Regions from separate parts of the Mus musculus genome. Here region 1 is linked to region 2. The links are chromatin contacts, called in public Hi-C maps. All regions are on one chromosome and are shown on one strand. Each heading gives the region's core, a stretch centred on a gene start, on an enhancer-like site or on the middle of the called end of the contact. The rest is flanking DNA. Distances are from core to core; before and after follow the strand shown.

Region 1 (3,881 bases), core at 937-3,436, 440 kb before region 2:
CAGTCACCCATCAGTCAGGGATATAGCTTGAGCAGCAGTGAACAGTCCTGGACTATCTCGCTTAAAATAAACAGGGGACTTAAGCAATGGTCAAAATATGTTCTCTGACATTAAAATGTAAAGATTTAGCTCAGAGATCAACAGACATTTTAATTTACATGCTCTCTCACTGTGGACCAAATATCAAATGTTTGAGGTTTTGCATGTCTTTTTGGTCACATTTGAAAGGACTGCTCACTGGATGAGTTCCAGTGCGGATTTATTTATGAACAGTGAAATTTAAATTTCATATAAATTGTACATGCCACTTTTTTTCATTGTTTCCAGGGACTTGAAAACCATTAAGCAGCTATGGACGTCGAAAGTAATTGGCAGTGGATGTTTGTCTAGTGTCCCACACTTTCTAAACCCTTGACCTAATCTCAGTAGTAAAAAGACCTTAAGCAAATACCTGTGACCAATACAGGAAAATTGTCAGTATCTTGTGGCCTAGACTCTGAGTGACTGCAGCGATCTGCAATTATTTTATGAATATCAATAGTGTATCTTAAGTTTAACAACTGAAGTGTAATAGATCCTTTTATTGCTGCCTCTCAGAAGATATCCATGTTGATAGTTATAAGATGCCCCCACCCCTGTTTCCGGTTTCTAACCCTTAGCTTGGATAATTGGGTTTACTGCATACTATGGGAACCTGGAAAATGGCAATTCTCAGAGACAATTCTTTTCTGGCAGTCACTCAAGAATCCCAAGTGCGAGCCCTTTCTTTTCCCCTCTGCAAGCAACTGACATTCAAACCTAAAGGGGAGAAAATGCGAGGGGACACCATTCTGGGGAGTAGAGCAGTAAACCTCCCTCCTGGGCTGTAGCCCATCTGGTAGGCAATTTGCCAACGAAATTGTATGAAATACTGCAACCATGAAAGGACCCCGGTCCTGCAGACAGCTTCATCTGTTACTTAGCTCATTCCCTTGAGTTATTGTACACTCTTTGATGCACAGTCTCCTGAAAGGTAGATAGATATTCAGACAGGTGGACTGATCACCTTGTGTTGTCATGAAAGGAAAAGATGAAATCCAATTAATATTACTTTGATAGACAAAACCTGGGTCAAGAGAAAACCTCGGAAGATGAGTTTATGAAAATCATCAACTAGGTTATATTTTGAAGTATTTAAGTGCTTAAAAATAAGCTCCTCAAACAAGAAATGTTTGCCTTGAATTCATGGAAGTTCGAGTTTCTTCAGTTGTAAATTGTAGTTCACTTTCTCAGCATAAAAATCCCCACAGTAGACAACGGGATTGGTTTTATTTTATTTATTTATTTTTAAATTATAGAAGCTAAGAAACATGAATTCATTGTCTAGATTGGGAAATCTTTCTTATTTGTTCACCGTCTGTGGACTGAATGATATTAACTTCCAGCCTGAATTTAACGTGCCATGTGAAGCCTTGAATTTCGTCTACAATCTTTAAAAGAAAAATCAGTTGAATAAATAAATGATCATTTGAAGTGTACCAATGAAATAGGAATATTAATTACATCCTAAGTAGCCATTCCTTTAATTCATTTAACCTCATATTATGTGCTGTAAATACTCATTTAAATATTTGTTCCTTTTAGCTAGTTTTCTCGGTTTTAAATGACTTATTTGATTTTGAAGTATACCTTAACTTCCTTTTGGAAATAAGCGCAGGGATACGAATATAACCCATCACAAAATTAACTTTCTTTATTTCAAAGCTACTACTGTATAATGTCCAATCTGACCACTTGAAGATAAGGCTGTAATCAGTAGTAATCGTAATACTATCATCACAACACCAACGTCAAAACATACAGAAATTTCCCATTTAACATGTTCCCAGGCAAAACCCGTTTTATTCCCAGTGCCTTGTACTTGAATATAAATGTTGTTTTCTTTTCATATCCCTAATGTAATTACCTCTGTACATAGCAGAATGGCTAATGCCCTCACATCCTTCATATTTGTTTTGCTTCCTGCTGTTGAATGAACAATCACTGTTTACAGATTTGCGGCAGTTGTAGTCTTCTGACTTTGACTCCTTTCAAACTGGCAAATGAGAAGCATTTTTATATTTGTTGCTCTGGCATTTCTGAAGTAGCTAGGACATTCACAGTGCAAACCACTGTTATTCATACTGTTATAATTCCTTAGCAGTTAAGTCATTACTAGTAATCACAGCAGCCTTGTAGTACAATACCTTATTTGGGAATGTCATGTGAGATGCCCATGGCAATACAGAAAATAAAGGCCAACTTGTCTAGCTGCAGAGGGATTTATTGCTGAACCCTGGCAGAGCCATCTTTTGGGAAGTATTATAGTCTTCTGTGGGATGTATAATATGAACCTGAACAGGAGCAGGTGTCCTGCATAAAGGTGCTATGGGAACCTTAGCATGTAACATTTCCTTTACTAGTTGTCAAAGTTCCAGTTATATTTTATTTTAACACAAAGCTTTAGCAGTCAGTGTTTTTGATAGCTAAGCCACTAGGCAAAGTGAACAACATTTGACAAACTAAAAAATGCACTGGACACTGAGCTAGTTTTGATCTCTGCTTCACCCCCTATCTATGAAAAAATTTGAAAGGTAAAGCAAATTCACTTTGTTTTTGTTTTTAACCACAGGCTTTTCTCAGAGTGTCTAGAACTTAACGTGATATTTACAGTTGTTTCAACGTAAAGGTGAAATAGAGGCTTTCATTCATCATCACCAAGAGTCGGAAGAATTTAGCATATGCTGCTCTAGCTCCTTTTTCGTTTATGTACTCATTTTTTTTTGTTGCTCTAGATCTAAACTGTAATAACTGTACTCGTCCAAGTCCTGTACACTATCTCAAAATAGAATTTGTAATTGTTCTTTATAATGTCACATGTGAAGAAACACGGCAGAGGGAAAGTCAGGACATGTTAACATTCTAGCAGTACTTCCTGAACCACCTACTTGATTGTCATCTGTCACTTTGGAGACACTCTCTTCTATACTTGTCTATGCATGCCTCATTTAAACTGAGAATCCAATGACCTATACAGTAATGCTGGAAGAAAAAAAATGAGTATTACTTATTGCTTATAGCCATCATAAGTACAATTAATGAAACTTTGTTCCTCATATGTATAACATCAAACATTTCACCCTTATACCCAGTCAAGGAAATATATGCCACATTCACTAAGATCATATATTTGAACATATTGCAAACAGATTTTCTTATTAATGATACCCTTTGCAATACACTGGAAGAACTACATACATTTAATGTTATTTCAAACAGAAATGTATAAATTACAAAGCAAATCCCTTTTCGAACTGAGAAATGGTATCCTATTGGCTTTAAGAGCTAGAAACATTTTAGGCGAGTATCTTCTAAACTTATGTCTAGATAGAAGCCAGAGAACTTTGCCAACATCTCTGGATCTGGAGGTACCAGGTTGTATGTAGTTCTGTGGATGTTAGGTATCTGGTTCTGATCATTTTCAAACTTCTTAATAAACTGACTGCAGGTGAAAACAAAGAACCCATGAATAATGCCTGAAGTATTGGAATAAAGATGTCAACAACAACAATTTTTAACTGCAGTTCTAATATCTTTAAATCTCATATTACATTTCTGCCATTTTGTCACTGTAGGCCTTAAAAATGTATACATATAATCTCTGAGATCAGTCAGTACCGAATCTTACCAGACAGATCAGAGTTTTCAGATGTAAATGAGAGCAAACACCTTAAAATGAGATGATCATGCCAAATCAAATGGCTGGCCATATCTAATCATAAATGTGTTTTAAAAGACAGTACATAGGAGTAAAACCAATGAGAAGAGTTTAAAAGATAAAAATCCTTTTAAATTTAGACTTA
Region 2 (3,995 bases), core at 1,101-3,600:
AGAAGATAAAGAACTAGCAAGGAAAGAAGGTAAAGGGCACAGGCCACATATCTGTTCTTCTTCCTGGGATATCCCCAACACATAACAAGGTATAAACTGTATAGTTTTCACTGTCTGAGCAACTTGAAGGAACAATGTTGGGCCATAAGGAAAACATAATAGGATACTGTTACTGTTTCTTAAAGAGACTTAAAGAACAGTATTAAATTCTGCTACACACTATGTTTAACTATTTGTCTTGTTGATTTAACAGATTGTATACGACCATGGTGAGGTAAAATAAAGAAGATCTCGTTTCAGCTTAAAGCTTGTTAGTGCCCTAACCCTCAGCTGTGTTTAACTAGACCTTACTCTTTATATAATGAGTCATATGCACACTATGTCTGGGTTGAGTTTGAGTTTGGCCATCAACTAAATAGAATGGATGCCAGCCAGACTGAGACGTATCAAGTGGATATCAGACGGTTTCAAACTATGGGAGCAGCAAGCTGTTAGAGTGCTGAGCTTCGGTTGTACATATTTCTATTTTATCTTTATTGTAATGAGCAAGCCCTGTCTTTAACTCCCGCTGTGCACTTTTGCAGGGTCTTCCATATGGTTGCTGCTAAGTGCTTGGCATTTTCCCAACTGTTACAATTGGGTCAGTGGGGGGGATCGCTTAGGAGTAATAAAACAAGGGTGACTGCGGCAGGGAGGAGGGAGAGCCCTATGCACTGGCAGCTTATTGCCTCTCATGCATCGCAAGCACGGCTCTATGACATTCATTACTTTGGGCAGCTAGGGCAAGCTTTGTTGTTGTTGTTGTTGTTGTTGTTATGATTTTTCCATGAAAAAAAAGCCACACCCTGGCTACAGTTCCTGTCTCCCCCACTATAATTCTAATCTTGTTTACTTCACCTCCTAAAAGTGACTAAATAACTTGAGGGAGATAACTGTACCTTGCTTACTCTTGCTGTTCTCAAAAAGTTTTATTAACAAACTCTTGGCTAAGTTTCACTAATAGTAGCTGTAGCAGCAGGGTTATCAGTGTTCTCATGGGTTTTGATATCTTATGAGGTTAAAAAAAAAGCAAATCTAATGATCGATCCCCAAAGCTTAAACATTCTTGAAAAACATTATTATGATCCTAAAATGAATCATAGTAACGTTTTAGAGTGACCCTGGCATTTGAAGTCATATCTATGAAAAAAATGCTATTACTACTCCTACTATTAAGTACTAATAATTGAACCAGGGCCAGACATATAATCATAAGTTCTACCATTGAATAACACATCTCGGGGTTCAGCAATTTTGGTATCTTTGTTTTTGTAGTAGTTGTTTCGAGACTGGGTTTGTCTGTGTAGCCTTGACTATTCTGGAACTCTCTATGTAGATCAGTCTGGCCTCGAACTCACAGCGATCTGCCTACCTTTTTTGCCTTCAAAGTGCTGGGATTAAATGCTCCCCCTGCCTGTCACTGTTTTGCTTTGTAATCCCATGAAAGGCATTGCTGCTAAACAGGGGATTCGCAGGGGAATATGTTCAAGACATAATTATGATTGTAAATAGAAATAATACATTAATCAGGAAGATGTATACATAGTCATGAATGATTATGATTTCCATATTTATTTTATACAGTCAAGAACTTAAATGACTGTCCTTTTTACAGGGTATGGAGACTTTTGGTATTAAATATCAACCAAGTGCTATGTAGCAATTTCATAGATTCACTGTGCAGCCATTTTTTGGTGTGTGACTGTGTGTCTTTTCCTCCGCATTTATGTGACACCTAAACAAGTTGGGTTCTAAGCAAGAACACAAGTATCAGCAGCCTTTCTTGTTCCAAGTCAGGAGCATTAAACAATAGTGTGGCATTAGAATTCGCTTGTCACTCCTCTCCTGGACAATCTCTGAACCCCAGATCCCCAGGGACAGAAGCAGGCTGGTGGAAACACCAGAAACCGGGTGGTAGGTGAAGATGGGTCCCGCAAGAGGCAGCCAGGAGTCAGGTAGCATCAGGGCAGTCTGGGAAGATCACCTGGGACAAGCCTAGCAGGGCATCCCCTAAGGCCTTTGCATTGATCGCTTGGGAGTCCTACTGTCAATCAGTCTCAGGTCCGCAGTCCACCACACATCCCCAGGATCCCTAATTCCAACAACCTGGAACAACAAGGAAGGCGTGGATCAGGTTTCACTCTTGCCCGAGGTCAGCACAGAAACCAAGCGAGCATCTTGCAGACTCACGCGCCGCCAGCCTTGCCAACCTAGGTCCGGACGGGTCGCAACGGAAAGCAGGGAAGAGCGGGCAGCCTTTGAAGTGAGGGCACCGCTGCGGCTTCAGAGGCGCAGTGCGCAGGCGTGCTCGCAGACTGCGCACGCGCCGCCTAGAAGTGACTTCTCCAAAAAAGTGTCTTAGTTCCCGGTCACCTGAGCACCCAGGACGCGTTCTCGGGAGCCTCGCGGAGCCACGCCCGCCGCAGGTCGAGCTTGGAGACCCCGTCCTCCTCCTCCCGCCGCTGCCAGGCTTCTCCGGGATCCGTCCTTCTACCGGTCCTGTTCCCAGAACCGGGCCGGACCGAACCGGGCCGAGCTGGGCCGCCCGGGCGCGGCCGCTCACCATGGCCTCCCTCTTCAAGAAGAAGACTGTGGACGGTGAGTTCGGGGCCAGGCTCACCCGCCCGGGGTCTCTGGGGAGCTCCGGCCTCGGATCGGGTGCTGTCCCCCGAGGTGGGCCCGTGTCGGAGGCCCCACAGGTGACCATGGCTGCGTGACTCCGGCTCCACTGGCTTACCTGGCCGGCTCGCCCTCCTGACTGCCCTCACCCCACCCTCGTTTTTCTCCCCCCACCCTCGCCCGCCCCACTCCGGAGAGGATTTCTGAGCTTTCTAGGGAGGCAGACCAGTGCTGGCTCTCGGGTGTCATTAGACTTGGCGAGTTGATGAATTTCATGGTAGTTTTTTTCCCTGCTCGTTGGCTGCTCCTTCCGTGAAGACGCCGCACTTCCTGACATCCGAAAGGGATGTGTGTTTACTAGGGGACAAGGCAGGAGGTCACAGCGGGCCCACTTAGGAAATAAACTTGGGGCCAGGCTGGCTGTATTTTTACAAACACCTAGCGTTACACGTAAGAAAGACTCCAGCAGAAAAACCTAAGCCCAAGGGAAGGGTCCCGGTATAGTTTTTGCATAGTGCAGATTTTTCCTTTATGGTTATCTTCTGTCAACGAAAGTGAGGGTGGTGTAATTTTCATAGAAGTTCGCGTTTTTAAAAACACATTGTTTCAGGTGGCTTAGTGCCATCTTGTGATGAGGGAAATACTGGACGTATTGGAATGTACAAGTTTGGTAGCATTCACAGGCTGTGCTGTAGTGTGTATGTTATACGCGGCTGTCCCAGGTATTACATTCCCACCAAGTAATCTAAAAATTGCTTTTCATTGCATGTCGAGCCCAGGTTGCTGTTGCTTCAGCCAAATAATCATTCCTTTGTAAGGAAGGGTCTAGCCCAGCCACACAAGGAGCAGGGGCAGCTAGACTGTGATTGGTACAAACCCAGAGCTCAGCCCTGAGTTGGGGTAACTCCTTCATTTCTTTGTGTTCACTGTTCTAGTGCCAGATTTGGGGGGAGGATAACAAAGACACCATCTCTACCCTGCTACATGGCCTTTCATTTCCACACAGGATGCCATTTTATCCCTCATTTGTAAGACAGCAGAGTGCAGTTTTGCTTCTTCTGAGTGACTTTTTAAATTTTTGTTTTTTGTTTTTTTTTTTTGTTTTTTGTTTTCACTATGTTGACTTTTTACTAATTGAGAAGCACCATTTTCAGCCTCTGGAATTAGCTACTAACTTGCTATGTGGTATAATACAGTTACCTGAAGTGGGTGTTTTCTGGAATTTCCTGAGAGTATTGTTTAATCATTACCATGATAGTTTGGATTGTGTGTGTGTGTGTGTGTGTGTGTGTGTGTATTTCTGTACTAGTATTCTGTACAGTATTGTAATACTGTAT

The links. Hi-C and Micro-C count contacts between places; a contact is called where the count stands out from the background.
Region 1: a contact with region 2 is called in a Hi-C map of muscle stem cells, with 1.7 times the contacts expected there. The contact joins the enhancer-like site here to the promoter of Chmp2b in region 2. A contact is called at or near these places in 15 of 39 promoter capture datasets (the 3T3-L1 cell line, 3T3-L1-derived adipocytes, the C10 cell line and 8 more), 2 of 15 datasets of contacts at CTCF or cohesin (the NIH/3T3 cell line and pro-B cells), 8 of 484 Hi-C or Micro-C datasets (adipose-derived mesenchymal stem cells, cranial neural crest, embryonic fibroblasts and 5 more), 15 of 115 datasets of contacts at active chromatin or transcription factors (astrocytes, craniofacial prominence, embryonic fibroblasts and 8 more) and 1 of 9 other capture datasets (embryonic stem cells).

What each region holds. Positions count from the first base shown.
Region 1 is chr16:65,997,861-66,001,741 of GRCm38.p6, reverse strand. No RefSeq gene overlaps it. Among named protein-coding and RNA genes, the nearest start is that of Gm52259, 89 kb to the right of the region's middle. Within about 2 kb of position 2,186, at least 24 of the 459 cell types and tissues checked have an H3K27ac peak or open chromatin away from gene starts, as enhancers often do. A contact at or near this core is called in the NIH/3T3 cell line, adipose-derived mesenchymal stem cells, embryonic fibroblasts and 1 more, where this site is marked.
Region 2 is chr16:65,561,117-65,565,111 of GRCm38.p6, reverse strand. Chmp2b (charged multivesicular body protein 2B) reads left to right here and starts at 2,350. Exons shown (of 6, transcript NM_026879.3): 1 at 2,350-2,637. The coding sequence starts at 2,604. Gm36457 (predicted gene, 36457) reads right to left here and starts at 2,304. Exons shown (of 2, transcript NR_166048.1): 1 at 2,250-2,304; 2 at 1,593-2,145.